Regions from separate parts of the Pan troglodytes genome. Here region 1 is linked to region 2. A link is a contact called in public Hi-C data. All regions are on one chromosome and are shown on one strand. The core of a region is the stretch at or near the end of the contact, and the rest is flanking DNA. Distances in the headings are between cores, read along the strand shown. Region 1 overlaps CPED1 (cadherin like and PC-esterase domain containing 1). Region 2 holds the start of CPED1 (cadherin like and PC-esterase domain containing 1).

Region 1 (2,700 bases), core at 126-2,625, 110 kb after region 2:
CTCACTGTTTTTATTCTTCCTTCTTCTGTTGACCAGATTTGATCCTTCCATTTCTAATTATATTATTTGGCTTTTCTTATCTGCTTTCTGGAAGCATTTCTGTTTTCTGAGACAGTTCTTCAATCTTATCTTTTGAATCGTACAATCTGTGTCCGTTTTTGCATTGCTATAAAGGAACACGTGAGGCTGGGAAATGTATAAAGAAAAATGTTTATTTAGTTCATGGTTCTGCAGGTTGTACAAGCATGGAACCAGCATCTGCTTGGCTTCTGGTGAGGCCTCAAGAAGCTTCCACTGATGGTGGAAGGCAAAGTGGGAGCAGGCATGTCACATAGTGAGAGAGGGAGCAAGAGAGATGCCAGGCTCTTAAACCAAGCTCCCCTGTGAACTAATAGAGGGAGAACTCACCACAGGGAAGGCACCAAGCCATTCATGAGGGATCCACACCTACAACCCAAATACCTCCCAGCAGGCCCCACCACCAACATTGGGGATCATATTTCAACATGAGATTTGGAGGGGGCAAATATCCAAATTATATCAAAATCCTTCTTACGCTATAGCTTTGCTGCTGTCTCATCCGTTGTTTCTTGTATTTCAGTTATTTATTTAATGCTGCATGTATAACTTAAATGCTCATGCCCCTTCACTTAAAAACTATGTATATTTTTATTTACTTCTGATATTTTTTACCGTATTTCCTCTTTGTTCTTTTTAATGACTTCTTTTTCACATTTTATTTTGCTACTATCTTCCATTATTTCCTTGAGTATATTGCTGGCATGCTTATTTTAAATTCCTCATCTATCAGTTTTGGTAGCATGATATATATTGTTGAGTTTGTTGCCTTTCTTTTGAAGTAGCTGTATTTTTTGTGCATTCTCTATTTTGTCCTTTGAGCTTAAGTCCCCCTGCAGACATTATTTATTCCAGCTAGTATGATGTTTGGGGAAGGTCAGTCCTTTCAGGTGAATCCAAGGAGAAGGGACAGAATGTGCTCCAAACATGAAGAAATCACTTTTGGTCACTTCCCTTTGTAGCCAGGTAACTTCCCTGGTCAGAATTTCACCCCCTAAACTCTCTTAGGCATAAAAGCACAGGGAGGAAGCACATCTTCCTCCGTTATATGTCATCAAGCCTGAAGGTTGACAGACAGTAGGGTGGAGGAGTGAATGCCACATGTGACCAGTAACTCCATACAGTTTTTCCTCCTTTCTCCCAAGAAATTCAGCAATCTGAATCCTGGGCCTGGGCTTAGCATCCTTAACAAGGAAGGAACAACCAATAATTGCCCTAGAGGAAGACAGGGGAGAGTTAGGAAAACGAAAATATTTTTCTTCAGCCTGTCCTCTCAAATAGCCTCCAACAACTCCCCTCCCCCAACTCCACTTATCCCTGACCGTGGCTACCACTGGTCAGACCAGTTCACAATAGCTCTAGACTCCCTTTCAAAGAGGTGTTTGTTATTTTTCTTTGTTATCAAATTCTTGCTTCATTCTCATTTCACCTGGGCTAATGAATCATCTTAATAGGAAACTGAAGCTCTTAGGTATTTTAAATAATTTTTAAATTATTTTTCCTCTTTTTATGTAAGTGCCGCTCCCCCTGCCCTGATACAAACAGGCTAATTTTTATGATAGTTTTTATTTATGTATTTCCTGAAAATAAATGAAAAAAGAAATCTCCTTGTGATCTGGTTTTCTTTAGATTTTCATGCTTCATTCACTATTTCCTTTCTTATTCATATTTTTGTCTTTTCTGTGAGACAGATGCAAGCTGTGGTTGTAGCATAGGAAAGCATGCAGTTCTTGTCATTTTCATCCTCTCCTTGGGATTTATCTTTTCAAGATCTTGCCTGATTATTCTGGACAATACTGTTATCTCCTCTCAGAGGGAGGTAGTGCAGCTTCCTGGGTCAATGTGGAGAAAGTGATTGTTTCCTTACTAGTTCAAAGTTACGCTTGATGATACAGATAAGTTTCAGAAAACAAGAGGATATTTATTTACCCTTCAACTGATGTACTTGTTATTTCAGTTAAAACAAATAGATTATAACTCATCTGTTAAATTACTTAACCATCCTCAGAAATACTGCTTTCTACTGGTATTTTTAGATGTGAAAAAATACACAGAAACTTCTCACTGCTAATGTGGAGGACAAAACCAAACCCACTTTAAAAACTACCCACGCTATACCAGCATGTTATTAAACACTGTTCTTAAATTCCACAAAACATAATTTTGTGTGTGTGTGTGTGTATGTGCATGTGTGTGTGTACTGAGTACTGAATTCAAAGCCCAAATGACTTAGTTAAATCAGTAGTGATTTATGTACTGTGTGATGAGGCAAGCCCACTAAACTAGTTATCAGTGAACATTTATAGAACATTCTGGCAGCTAAAGAAGGTATGAAGGCAATAACAGATATAACTATGAGCTCATTTATTTCCAATTAAGTCTTCTGCTGAGATACTTTATCTGTTAAAGCTTTGGAGAGAGTAAAAAAAAAATCAAGAAATGCAAATTTGAGGAATAATGGAAAATAGAAGCTTTGTAAACTATTTTTAATGCCCTTCTACATAATAAAATATTTTAAAATTTTAGTGTTAGATGTTTCCCAAGGATGTTCAAACCTAAAATCAGAGGAAGTTGTGAAAGGGAAAAATTCGCAAATGTAATATTTGCTTACTATACCATTTG
Region 2 (2,700 bases), core at 8-2,507:
TTGCCTTAACAGAACTTAATAGAACTGTCTGCCTATTCCTTATCACTCAGTAACAGCATTGTCACACCCTGGATTCCAATTTAGAAATCTCATAATTCTTATTATCTCTCAAATCACATTGCATCCACCAAAACGATATGTCCTACAACACCACTGTTTAGCCATTTTCTCTTAAAACTCTTTTGGCTTCTAAAAGTGAAGCATCACTTTATTTTTCTCTATCCCATTTGTCATAAGATTAAGGACTCTGAACCTATACATAAAATAATATTAAAGCCACTGGAGGCGATACATGCAAGGGCTTGGGATAAATCCAGCTTCCGTGTGAATATTTCTTCTGTAATGTGTTAATTAATTTGTTCTATAGGATGTTAAAAGGGTCTCTTTCTCACAAGCAAGGAACTCTAGATGCCCATTTCTCTGAATCTGTGCTAGCTGGGCACCCCTAGGGGGCGCTCCGTCTCTCAAAATACAAGGGGCTGACAGCAGCGTGCCTCTGGGTGAGGCTCACTCTAGGGGTGTGGCCTCACGGAGAACCTCAACCCACAAGAGTTTGGCTTAGAAACAAGTTTGAAAACCTCTTCAGGTCCAGAGCCTTTAAATAATGCCTGCTATGCGCTAAGACAGCCCTGGGTATCCAGAGTTCGCAAAGCAAGGACTGATTTCCTTTCGCCTTGACAGCCTCAGCAAACGTGGAAGGGGGTTTGCAGTATTGCACTATTAGCAGCGTCCAACCGAAGGTCTGCACAGAATTAGACTGAGCTGATTCTGGACAAAGCCCACTGTGTACCTTTATCTACTGGGCAAAAGTTACCCCCAACACCTGCTATAATCGACTCATTTTAGGAGCAAAATGTCAGGCCATGAAGCATCAGATCATTGAAAGACCCAATTAATTAGTCCAGGAAAGGAGTAATAAGAACATCTGTGATCTGAGTTCCATACTAAGGCACAGAGAGACGACTGAGTTATTCTGGTGTTTGCTGTCTGAGGTCCAGACAGTACTTGTGACCCTCTTATCCTCAGAAGAGTAACCACAATTCCCTGGAGTGAAGAATATCCCAATTCACTCATGGAGTTCACTTTAGTCTCATTCTCGACCTTTGTCACCAATTGGCTAAGGCTATTTGTTTTTCCAATTCTGTATTAGGAAAAAGGAGTTGCATAGAGGATCAGACATCAGATACGTTTCTAAATTCTGCAGCTCTGGGTGGGCAGCCTCATTTGGGGAAATGCTAGCTGCTGTTTCCAAAGTGGGGAAGCCCACGGTTTCGGACACAGGGCTGACAGCGCTGCTCCAGCAGCCCCCAGGGCCAGAGGAACCCGGCCTTAGCTCCGCCCCGCTCTGCCCGGCCCCGGGTGGCTGCGATGCCGAGGTCCTCTGCTCCCGCCGGGCGTGCAGCGGGCGCGCGCGCGTGTGTTTATGTGTCTGTGTGCGTGTGTGTGTGTGTCTCTGTGTGTGTGTGTGAGATGAATTGGAGTCATACGACTGGGTGTTTCCTTCCGAGTGGTTTTCATCAGCAATCCATTAGGAAATCATGGAAACTTTTTTTTTTCCTGGCTAAAAGGATGAAAACTGAGTAAGTACATAGAACTTTGAACTTGAGACGGAATGAAACAAATTCAAGCAAAAACCCTGACAGTAACCATGTCCATTCAAATTGCGTATGCCCTTTTTATGTTAAAAGCCGTGAATACTTACAGGACAGTGGGAATTTAAAACTAAATGAAGGGAAGCATACAAAAGGCTGAAAGCAAGACTGCTTTAAAACCGGAGGAAAATTGAGGAACTGCTAAGGCAACCTGGCCTGAGTTCAGCTGTGCAACAGGCACTTTGGGTTTTAATCTTTTGCGTTCTTCAATGCTGTTTTCAGACTCCGGATTTACTTTGGTATTGTTTTCTCTCTTCCTGCAAAGCTGAGGCAGAGTTGGACTCCTTTACTGTGAGTTTAAAGATGTGAAAATAAGGCATTGCTGGAAGCAACAGTTTGGCAGCCTGGGGTACACTCAGGTTATTCGTTACAACTATTATTATTTGATGTCTTTTTTTAAACTCAGGTCATCCACTTTTGACTGTCATCCATGGAAGAGCTCTTATTAAATGCCTCAGACTTTCGGGACCTATGATTCTTTGGCACAACCTTTTGGAAAATTCTTAAGCGGGGATGAAGCTAACTTGATTGGAGTTGGGGAAAAAGAAGACAGATTAGTATTTTTCATGCTGACAAAAAATAGCTGCTATGACTTTTCCCGCAACGTGGACAGGGGCCAAGTGAAGCTGAACTGGTCATGGTCTGTCGCCCAGTGTTCCCTTGTCGTCGGCGATTTTGCCCCCGACCCTTCTTGGTGGGCTTAGTGGTGGCAATCTGTCTCTTCTACCAGACTCTGACCCTCCGAGGGTCGAGGAAGCTCACAGCCGCTGCCCCTGGGGCTGTCCCACACACATCCACTGAAACCCAGGCAAGCAGATGCAAGAAAGGATTCTCTCAGGACAAACAGTGCTTCCTTCTCTCTGGTAATGCCCAGGAAACCAGAAAGGTAAGACTCTCATAAGCTTAACGGAGACAGTTTCTGCAAAGACAGCAATCTGCTTCTCTGTCCTTTCTATAAAACTAAAATTAACTTCCATGAGGTCTGAAAGGGATCCAGAGTGTAAACAGCCTAGAGAGTGACCTGATGACACGGAAACACGTTACATAA

The links. A called contact is a pair of places that touch in the nucleus more often than the background predicts.
Region 1: a Hi-C map of induced pluripotent stem cells shows a contact between it and region 2, with 2.5 times the contacts expected there. The contact joins the enhancer-like site here to the promoter of CPED1 in region 2. A contact is called at or near these places in 4 of 7 Hi-C or Micro-C datasets (induced pluripotent stem cells, a lymphoblastoid cell line and stem cell-derived neural progenitor cells) and 1 of 1 other capture datasets (stem cell-derived neural stem cells).

Annotation. Positions count from the first base shown.
Region 1 is chr6:136,521,931-136,524,630 of NHGRI_mPanTro3-v2.0_pri, forward strand. The region is part of intron 7 of CPED1 (cadherin like and PC-esterase domain containing 1); the gene reads left to right. Among named protein-coding and RNA genes, the nearest start is that of CPED1, 110 kb to the left of the region's middle. Within about 2 kb of position 1,376, at least 1 of the 24 cell types and tissues checked has an H3K27ac peak or open chromatin away from gene starts, as enhancers often do. A contact at or near this core is called in induced pluripotent stem cells, where this site is marked.
Region 2 is chr6:136,407,574-136,410,273 of NHGRI_mPanTro3-v2.0_pri, forward strand. It overlaps CPED1 (cadherin like and PC-esterase domain containing 1), which reads left to right and starts at 1,258. Exons shown (of 23, transcript XM_016945383.4): 1 at 1,258-1,580; 2 at 2,059-2,538. The coding sequence starts at 2,290.